Regions from separate parts of the Callithrix jacchus genome. Here region 1 is linked to region 2. Evidence: chromatin contacts called from public Hi-C data. All regions are on one chromosome and are shown on one strand. Each heading gives the region's core, a stretch centred on a gene start, on an enhancer-like site or on the middle of the called end of the contact. The rest is flanking DNA. Distances are from core to core; before and after follow the strand shown.

What was found. A called contact is a pair of places that touch in the nucleus more often than the background predicts.
Region 1: a contact with region 2 is called in a Hi-C map of skeletal muscle, with 5 times the contacts expected there. The contact joins two enhancer-like sites. A contact is called at or near these places in 3 of 3 Hi-C or Micro-C datasets (induced pluripotent stem cells and skeletal muscle).

What each region holds. Positions count from the first base shown.
Region 1 is chr9:126,127,209-126,132,337 of calJac240_pri, reverse strand. ABCB9 (ATP binding cassette subfamily B member 9) reads left to right here. Exons shown (of 12, transcript XM_035258042.3): 5 at 783-988; 6 at 3,655-3,852. Among named protein-coding and RNA genes, the nearest start is that of ABCB9, 23 kb to the left of the region's middle. Within about 2 kb of position 2,812, at least 7 of the 16 cell types and tissues checked have an H3K27ac peak or open chromatin away from gene starts, as enhancers often do. A contact at or near this core is called in skeletal muscle, where this site is marked.
Region 2 is chr9:126,038,642-126,043,490 of calJac240_pri, reverse strand. It overlaps HIP1R (huntingtin interacting protein 1 related), which reads right to left. Exons shown (of 33, transcript XM_078337570.1): 23 at 4,789-4,849; 24 at 4,481-4,591; 25 at 4,222-4,280; 26 at 3,987-4,017; 27 at 3,851-3,913; 28 at 3,538-3,638; 29 at 3,271-3,376; 30 at 3,014-3,137; 31 at 2,870-2,931; 32 at 2,544-2,750; 33 at 1,146-1,967. The coding sequence ends at 1,908. Among named protein-coding and RNA genes, the nearest start is that of HIP1R, 27 kb to the right of the region's middle. Within about 2 kb of position 1,325, at least 8 of the 16 cell types and tissues checked have an H3K27ac peak or open chromatin away from gene starts, as enhancers often do. A contact at or near this core is called in skeletal muscle, where this site is marked.

The sequences.
Region 1 (5,129 bases), core at 1,563-4,062, 87 kb before region 2:
CTGAGGTTTTGGTATGGGCTGTGGCCTCTGTGAGGCCCTGGCCAGGCCACCCGAGCTCCCTGCAGGGGCCAAGCCCTTGCTTTCCATTGCCCTATGGAAACCACCAGGGGCAGCACTACCCACGCCTGTGGCTGGCAGAGACCCTGTTCCCGTGGGGGTCAGCGGGTGGGGGCCAGGGACCAGAACAGGAAAGACGAAAGAGTGTCCACTGAGATCCAAGCTCTGAGACAAATCGGCCTGGGCCCAAGCCCTGGCTCCTCCACTCACAAACTTCACCTCTCTGAGCCTCTGTTTTCTTATCTGTGAAATGGGAACATTGACAGTAGCCACCCCGTGGGGTCCTTACAAAGCTCTTAGCCCAGTCTTCAACTTAGGTAAGAAGTGTCTGTGCTTTTCTGCCTGCCACCAGCCAGATTGTTACTTCTCTAGAAGGGAAAAGGAGTTACCTCCCCACCCCGCCCCCGCCAATGATAGGGAGGAAACATGAGTTTGAAGTCTGGCTCAGTCACGGACAGGCTGTGTGACTCTAAGCGAGCCCTTCCTGTTCTGAGAGCCCCAGCCTCCTCCGCTGGGGATGTCATGAGCTTTAGCAAGATGCTGGTGACTGGGACTGGCTCAGAGTAGCCCCCGAGGGGTATCTGCTCTTCTCTCCCACCCCCAACCCCGCCCACAGGTAGGGAGGCCGGCTTCCCAGTGTCTGTCTCAGAGGCCCCTTAGCGTCCCCTGCTGCCACCCCTGAGGCCCGGGTTGCTGCAGTGGGAGCTGAGCCACGTGTGTTCCAGGGGACCTCATCTCCCGCCTGACCTCGGACACCACCATGGTCAGCGACCTGGTCTCTCAGAACATCAACATCTTCCTACGGAACACGGTCAAGGTCACGGGCGTGGTTGTCTTCATGTTCAGCCTCTCGTGGCAGCTCTCCTTGGTCACGTTCATGGGCTTCCCCATCATCATGATGGTCTCCAACATCTATGGCAAGTACTACAAGGTAGGCCTGCCTCGTCCCTGCTGGGGGCTGTGTGTCCTGGCAGCCCCCAAACGTCCCCTTAGGAGGGGCCCAGGGCCACTAAGGGCTAGCGGAGGACTGTTTTTTGTTGGTTGTTTTGAGATGGAGCCTCGCTCTGTCGCCAGGCTGGAATGCAGTGGCACGATCTCGGCTCACTGCAACCTCTGGTTCCCTGATTCAAGCAACTCTCCTGCCTCAGCCTCCGAGTAGTTGAGATAACAGGCTCGTGCCACCACACGAGGCTAATTTTTGTATTTTTAGTAGAGATGGGTTTTCACCATGTTGGCCAGGATGGTCTCGATCTCCTGACCTCGTGATCTGCCTGTCTTGGTCTCCCAAAGTGCTGGGGTTACAAGCGTGAGCCATCGCACAAGCCTGAGGACTGGTTTTGAGGCTGTGTTTGCATTCATTCATTCATTCATTTACTCATCCATTAAGTAATTATTGAGCACCTGCTATGTCCCAGGCACTGGGATACATCAGTGAAACAGACAAGGCTCCTGCCTTCCTGGAACTTGTCTTCTAGTGGCAGAGACAGATACTAGGTACCAGCAGCACAAAGAATGAGAATCCACAATACATAAAAGATGGTCAGGGCTAAGGAGATACATGAAGTGAGGAGGAAAGGGATTGGGAGCATCGGGGGTGGTTACAATTTTAAATTGGACTTGCTGGCTGGGCCTGGTGGCTCATGCCTGTAATCCCAGAACTCTGGGAGGCAGAGGCGGGAGGACCTTGTGAGCCCAGGAGTTCATGACAAGCTTGTGCAATTTAGCAAGACCCCCCATCTCCACAAAAAACTTTTAAAAATTATATGGGTTTGGTGGCTCATGCCTGTGGTCCCAGCTACCTGGGAGGCTGAGGTGGGAGGATCGCCTGAGCCCAGGAGGTCAAGCTGTAGTGGGCTGTGATCACGCCACTGTACTCCAGCCTGGGTGACAGAGTGAGACCCTGTCTCTAAAATGAATGAATAAATACAAGTTAAATAGGTCTTGCTGAGAAGGGGATATCTGCGCAAGGCTCTGAAGGAGGCAGGTGTCTCGGAAGGTCCGTGCTGGGCGAAAGGCACAGCCAGTGCAGAGGCTCCAGGTTGGAAGGTGCCTGGTGCATAAGTGGGGGCAGCACGGGCCCGCCATGATGCTGTCACGGGCAGGCTCCCGTCCCCTCTGGCCACCCCCTAGCATTGCCTCTGCTTCAGAGCTAGGCCTGTGAGTCAGGTTTGACCTTACCCACCTCCTGTGTCCCGAATGGGCGGGTGCCCCTGAACCCTAAGGGACAGACAGGCTGGGTTCAAACAGGCAGGGCTGTGACCCTGTGACAGGTGACCCTGTGACAGAAGTACCCACAGGGGGTACTTCTGAGCAGGGGCTGGATGCATGATGGCCTCCACGTGGTGCTGGGTAAGTCACTGTCACAGCTCCATTGGAGCCTTTGGTGTCGGTGACCTGAGACCAGGGTAACAAAGGAAGCCATCTTGGTAAGGCCGTTCCCCACAGCCTTCTCCAGCCACACAGGAGGGACCTCTTCCCGAAGTTCCAGGTCACGAGCCTCCCCGCTGTCCTCACCGAGATGAGAAAGTAAATCTATTCATTGCAGTCTGAGCCATTTCCGGCACTCTGCTCCCCACCCCTTGCTTCCGGCCTTCCCACTGGCCCCTGGGACAGAGCAGGAAACCCTGGAGCTCCCCCTCAGCCCCCACCACTGTGTGCACTGCAGGCCCCGCCTTTGAGCTAAGGGTGGCCTCAGGAAGGCTCTGTTTGGGTTTTCCACCCCATACCTGAATGTGTTGTGAGTAGCCAGCGAGTCAGCTCTGCAAGCCACACACACTGCCCGTGGCCAGACATGACTCAGGCAAGGTGTGGCTCCTCCCGGGGCACCCTGCATGCTTCCTGCGGCTGGGGTGTGACACATGGTCATGGGACACGCCAGTGCACGCTCCTGTCCTGGCCTCTCTGGCAGCCTTCCTGGCTGGCTTGAGAATCAGAGCATGGGGATGCCTGCAAAGTAAGAACAGCCTCACACAGGGGCCTCTCCCAGGACTCTGGTGAACAGCAGCCTAGTGGCTGCACACTTGGGGCCACTTCTGAGCTCTGCCTGTGGTTAAACGCACATGATGTGGGTGGATTTCACAACCTATGGCCCCTGCCACCATCTGGAACTTGGCTGGGAGCTCTGGAATCTCTGTGCCAACCCTCAGGCTCTCACATAATTTAGCTTGGTTATGTTAAGGGTGCCCCTTTAATAGTTGGTGTTTCTTGTATAGTGTACAACCTGAACAGCCATCCAGGGCATCCCTGCCCTTAGGTCAGCACTGGGTCAGGTGTTGTGGCCCCTTTTCTGAAAGGATTACCAAAAACTGGCCACGAATAACCTCTTTTGAATACTGGGGGTGACTTCATGATCAGCACACCCCATCCTTCAGGACCTGAAACCCCAAGAGCCTTTCTGGAGTTGACTATCTGAGTGTGTCAGATTGAGCCAGAAGGAGATAGGGGAGAGAGAGCAAGATCTTGTCTCTTCATCCCAGGAACCTCTTGCATAGACCTGGTGCCGGAGACGTGTGGAAAAACCCAGAGAAGCCTGGGGGCTCCAGCAGATAGTGAGGCTGTTTTGGGGTCTCCTCTTTCTTGTCCCCCTCCTGTTCATAGAGGCTCTCCAAAGAGGTCCAAAATGCCCTGGCCAGAGCGAGCAACACGGCCGAGGAGACCATCAGCGCCATGAAGACTGTCCGGAGTTTCGCCAACGAGGAGGAGGAGGCAGAGGTGTACCTGCGGAAGCTGCAGCAGGTGTACAAGCTGAACAGGAAGGAGGCGGCCGCCTATATGTACTACGTCTGGGGCAGTGGGGTATGTGGAGGGATGGGATGCAAACATGGAGGAAGCCTTTGAGCTAGGACATCAGCCCTGCGTGTTGGCAGCAAGCTGCTGGAGAATCTTTCTTCTTTTTTTTTCAATGAGACAGTCTTGCTCTGTCACCCAGGCTGGAGTGCAGTGGCGTGATCTCAGCTCACTGCAGCTCTGCCTCCTGGGTTCAAGCAATTCTGCCTCAGCCTCCTGTGTAGCGGGTACCACAGGCACCTGCCACCATGCCTGGCTAGTTTTTGTATTTTTGGTAGAGATGGGGTTTCACTATGTTGGCCAGGCTGGTCTCAAACTCCTGAGCTCACGTGATCTGCCCACCTTGGCCACCCAAAGTGCTAGGATTACAGGTGTGAGCTACCTCTCCCAGCTGAGAATCTTTCCAGGCTTTCCAGGAAGCAATGCAGCCTCCTGTCTCCCTCTCACCTGGGTGTGGGGTGGCAGGGTGGGAGCTTTCTTTTCCCAGCTGGGGAAACCTCTTTGCTGAGGCAGGGAGTCAGCAGGTCCCTAGGCCCCTTTCAGGCAGGTCTCATGTCATAGCCACACACACCCCCGACAGTGTCTGGTGTGCTCTTGGGGTGAGTCACAACCCCTCCTTGGAGGATGGGGGGCACGTGGATCATGTCATTGCCCCACTGGCCACACATGGGAGGTGGGCAAGTCAGGGCATAGCTGGGGAGGAATGAGGAGGGTTTGGAGTGAGAGGGAGGAGGGAGCTGGTGGTCTACAGGGGATCCAGGGGACAGAGGATATCTGGGTCCTCCTGGGGCCACCACCTCCCAAAAGCACCAGCCAAGGAGGAGAGGAGGGGCTAAGGGTCAGCCCAGCTGGTGGAGCCTCTTAGCAATCTGTCCGCCTGCAGGGGATGCCTTTGCAGCTTCCACCAAAGCACGGTGGTCCAGACAGCAGCCTAGTTCTGGTTGGGTGTGAGGAGGGCAAATGGAGTCCCTGGCGGGGTTGTGGGCTGCCATGGGTACTCAGACTCCACTCCCCTCCCTGACACCCCCTAGGCACCAGAGGAAGGCACAGGTGCCCCCAACACAGCCTCTTCTTTACAGAACCCACTGGGGGAGGAAACAGAGCTCGTCATCCCCCTCTGCCCGCTCGCTGTGTGACCTTAGCCAGGGCACTCGCCCTCTCTGAGTCATGCTCTTCCCCATGAGAAGGACGAATAGCACCCGCATGGCTGAGTTGAGGAGGCTGGGGGTGGCATGTGTGTACCAGGGCCTCACAAAGAAAGCCTTGTTCTGCAGCCAAGCCCACAG
Region 2 (4,849 bases), core at 76-2,575:
AGACCAGCCTGGCCAACATGGCAAAACCGTATTTCTACTAAAAATACAAAACAAAAAACAACAAAAAATTAGCCAGGGGTAGTGGCACACGCCTGTAAGCCCAGCTATTTGGGAGGCTGAGGGAGAATCGCTTGAACCTGGGAAGAGGTTGCAGTGAGTCAGCGCCACTGCACTCCCAGCTGGGCAACAAAGCAAGACTGTCTCCAAAAAAAAAGTTTGGTCATTGAGGACTCAAGAATGATAGTCAAGTGTCATCAGTGCCTGTGGACTTTCACTGGTCTGTATCTGGGGGAGAATCAGTTCTTTTTGTTTTCTGAAGCCATCTCACTATGTAAACAAGACCAAGGAACAGGGTCCGTCTCGGCCCTTATGGTCAGTTTGCAAAGCCCTTTCACACATATGGTCCTAGCCACCTGGCACACCACCCCTGGCTACACAGCCCCAGCCAAAAGGCCCCACTTCATCCTCCAGGAGATCTGGGCACAGGTGGGAGGCTCGTCTGAGGCCATACAGGAGCCAGCCAAGGGGCCTTTTCTCCCCCGCCGACCTTCCCTGGCCTGTTTCTCCATAAATGCCAGTTATCTTGGCAGGAGGTAGGACAGGGTGAGCCCACCCACCTCAGCCTTCCCTCTGGCATGTGCTCCTGCAGAAAGTGGGTGATTGAGTGAGGCTGCCGCACACCCAAGGACTAAACGCCCTTACAGTTTTCTGGTAAGTGGAAAGGCTATGTGTGGTCATGGCTCAAGTCCCGGCCAGCTGGGAGTCAGGGTCCCCACCTTAACTTAAGAACTGTCAACTAAGGCATGGTCTCAGACACGCGGAGGGGGTCAGCAACTGCTGGGAGCCCCAGGGAGGCTGTGGGCATCGAGGCTGGGAGTGGAGGTGGCCTCTGTGGAGGCAGCTAGCTCTTGACCTCCTGTGTAAAAAGGAGGGCCTCCAGGCCATAAATCTCCCAGAGATGGAAGGCTGCCACGCACAGCCAGTGACAGCCATGCTGAGTCTTTCTGCAGTCCCGAGTGCTCTAGGATTAAATGCAGACACAATGGAGTCCCCAGTCCAGCACCTGACCAGGGCCTGACAAGGAGACACATGTCCCCGGAGGACTGAAGAGCCAGGCACAGCCCCTCCCTCTGGGGCATCAGTGACACAGTCCAAGTGCATTTTATTGCCAACAGAACACTTCCAACAGGAGGAAAGGCTAACACAAAGCCAAGGGCCGGGTCCTTCTGGCTCATTTTTGTTCCTCCTGACCTTGGCCAGTATTTGGTAGCCTTTCCAGAGCACAGGGCGAACGGCTAAAGGGCTGGGGGGCAGGAGGGTATGGCAGCTGCTGGTCTGTCCTCCCAGCTTGGTCCCACCCCTCCTGCCACTCCCCTCGGGCTCAAGGGACACACATTTGTTCAAATCCAGTGGGCAGGCAAAGCTCACTCTAGCTGCTGGGTCCCCTCCCTGAGGGCCCTGGTCCAGCAGCTGGGTTTCTGGCTGAGCTGGAGGACCTAGGGCCAAGGTCCCACTCTGAAGGGCTGGAAACCACCCCCCCCAGGTGGGCAGTGGGGCACAGCCAGAACGGGGGAATGGAAAACAGGAAATGGGGGTGGCTGCAAATTCCAGCAGGAAATGGAACTCCAGGAGCTAAGGCAGGGCTGGGCCACTGTCTCACCTCGCTCCCCAGAAAGCGGCCACTTCCAGCATCTGACCACCTCTTGGGGGCTCCCACCACAGAGGTGTGAGGGCCAGGCCTGGGGAGTAATGGGTGACATTCCTCCAGCCCACCCAGAGCCTGGTCTGCGGAGGCCTTGCAGCTGGAGGGCCTGGTGGAATCAGTGCCCAAGAAGGCCACAGGCAGGATGGTGGGCCCCAGTCCTGTCAGCCAGCACGGGCTGTGCACCTTCCGTCCATCCACGACCTCAGGCTCTTAGTCCAGAAGGCAGGGAGCCCCGCGCTGGCCCCGTTTCCCAGTGTGCTGACTAGAAACGTAGGAAAAAGAGCTCTAGCTCAGAATATTAAAAACGCTCTCTATATTTCCTGAAGAGTTGAGGCTCAGGCCCACTGGGTCCTGGTTGTACCCCAGAGTTCCTTCTGCAGATGATAGAGAGGTCCAGAAGCACCACCACATGGCTCAGGCCCCTGCAAGCTCAGTAAGGGCCAGGGGCCTTGAGGACGCTGATCTGGGCAGTGGGGTGGGAGGCTTGGGCCCCGGGTGGAGGGCAAGGCCCCTCGGTTCTGTCAGGGCAGCTGCAGAGGCCCAGGCCTATCTACCAGCCACCCTGCTGAACCCCTGAGGGGCCTAGTAGTTCATGAGTTGAGCTGAGTAGATACCATCCTTTTTGTCAAGCTGCAGGAGTCAGAGGTGACGGGCTCAGTGGTGATGGCCAGGCTCCCGGGGCCCCACCTCTCCCTTGAGCAAGCCCCTCCCTGCATGCCGTGTCACTAGGGCTTATCAGTGGTTCCTGACTTCTCCAGGGATGTGCACCATGTGCCCCTTTGGGGCCAGGGATGACACTCCCCTCCAGGAACTGCCCCAACCCCAGTGCTCACAGCACCTGGTGGTCCTGTCTGGGGGCCACGCTGGGCTTCTGGGCCAGGGGCGGTTTCTTGGTGGCTACACTTCGGGGGGCAGTGCTGGGCCGGCTGGCCGCCTCCTCTCCAGGGCTGCCCGCTGCCCCAGCCAGCACGTAGTGTTGCTTCCGTAGCTCCCCCAGCCGCATGCGTTCAGCGTCCAGCGTCTTCTCCAGCTCCAGGACGCGCACCTGTAGCCACATGGCCTGCTCAGCCCAGCCCAGTGCAGCCTCCCCACGGAGCCCTCTCCCGGTCCAGGCTTCACCCAAGGGATGAACTCACAGGTCGTGGGACAGCTGTGGGGACCTACCTGGGTCTCCATCTCCTGCTTCTTCAGCTTGATGAGGGACAGGCCAGAGAAGTCCATGGTGTCTGTGGCCAGAGGGCAAGTAGGTGAACATCTGGGCATCCAGCCTCAGGAACTGAGCTGCTCCCCTCGGCTCCTGACACTCACCTCTGTCCTCAATCTGCTCCTGGCCTGACTTGGTGGAGGCCACCACGTTGGCAGCCCTCTCGTTGACCATGCGGGAGCATTCCTGCAGGCGGCTCAGGTGGGGACTGTTCTTGTCAGCCTTCACCTGAGGGGTGAGGGGACAGGTTGGGCCCAGGTCTCCCAGCTCAGGGCAGCAGCAGCCCTGAGCGTGCAGTTAAGGAGCCCCAGGCCAAGCCGAGCCCAGAGCCCAGTGTGTCACTGTTGGTGCACAGGCTCACCTTGGAGGCTGCCACCAGTTGGGCCGTGCTGGCCGCGATCTCATGGGAGCAGACGATGAGCTCCTCATACTTGCCAGTGTGAAGTACCACCTTGTCAGCCGCCTCCCTGAGGGGTGAGGGCCAGTGAGGGCCAGGGTCTCTGACCCCATGGACAGCTGGAGCCACCCCACACCCCCTCTATTCCCAGCACACTGCTGAACCAAAAACTGGTCCCATTGACAGAAAGCAGCCCCCTGCCCGCGCCCCCCACCCCCCGGGGCAACCTACACCAGCTGTGTGGCTCCCCAGCCCACAGCCTTGGAGGCCGAGATGAGGCCTTCAGTCCAGCGAGAATTCTTGGCGTAAAATTCCTGTTGCGTGGCTGCCCCCTAGTGGCGACAAGAGAACAGGGCACGATGCGCCAGTCATGGACACGGAAGGTGGAAAGGGGTCCCCAAGGGCCCTTCTCCCCTCACTCTGGCTGTAAGATGCGTCCTTGAGGCCTCTCTGTGGTAGAGGGTGGGGGTCTCATGCCCAGTTGGGCCTGGGCTGGGAGTCAGGCCCCTCGTAGACTGTGCCCAGCTGCCGGGGGGCCCCTTACCCTGCCGCTCTCCACGATCTCCTTCTGCAGGCTGGTGGATGTCATCACCAGAAGCCGGATGGCCTGCCGAGACCAAGACAGCAGTGATTTATGGCCCTCCAGGTGCAGAGCCCACCCCAGAGTAGCAGCCTCTCACCTTCATCAGGTCTGTGCAGGAGTTGAGGATCCTGGGGGAGGCAGAGGAGAGAAGGGGAGACTTGGCTGCTGTTTGGCAGGGTGGGCCTGGCCACAGTGGGGCTCAGCAGGTGGGGAGGGTGTGTCTACTCCGACCCATGCCTTCCTTTCCCGTGAGTGGAACAGTTGGGGGCAGAACCTCAGGGGCCATGGGGAGCCCACCTCAGGCCGGGCCTGGGGGACAAAAGGGGGCTCACCTCTCGTTCACCTCCAGCTTCACCCCTGAGCTGGCATGGCGTGCCTGGTTCATCATGTCCTGCACCCAATGACAGAGCTGTGAGCTGGCGGGGAGGAGGGGACTGTGGTCCTGGGAAAGCCAGGGCTGCCTCTAGCCCTCTTGGCTCTCCCACCTGGAGGCTGAGAGCAGGAGTGGGTGCAGCCTGTACCCAGCCCAGTTGGGGCCGGAAGCCATGAAATCTCCACAGGAACGAGGGAATCCCCAGATCCTGTGCTCACCTCAATCCTCCGCACGGCATCTTCTATGGCTGCAGACGTGGCTGCCATCTCCTTGTCCACCATGGCCCCCAGCTCCTCCTGCCGTACATCTAGGCTCTTAGGTTTCAGTTCCTGCGGAGGATGGGAGTCAGACAGGGCCTGGGATGGAGGTTGGGGGCCAGAGGGATTGAGGAGGGTGCATGGTCCCCACCCTGTGTCCTGAGGCTGTAGGCTCTACACACAAACACCTGTGCAGCCCAACCCAGAGGTGGGTGCAGAGGTCAGAGGCAGGCCCAAGCCCCCCAAACCCACACTCAGCTGCGCCTCACCTGGCCCAGCTGCAGGATGCCCTGCAGGGGAGTCCGCACCAGGCTGGCCTGGATGTGCCGC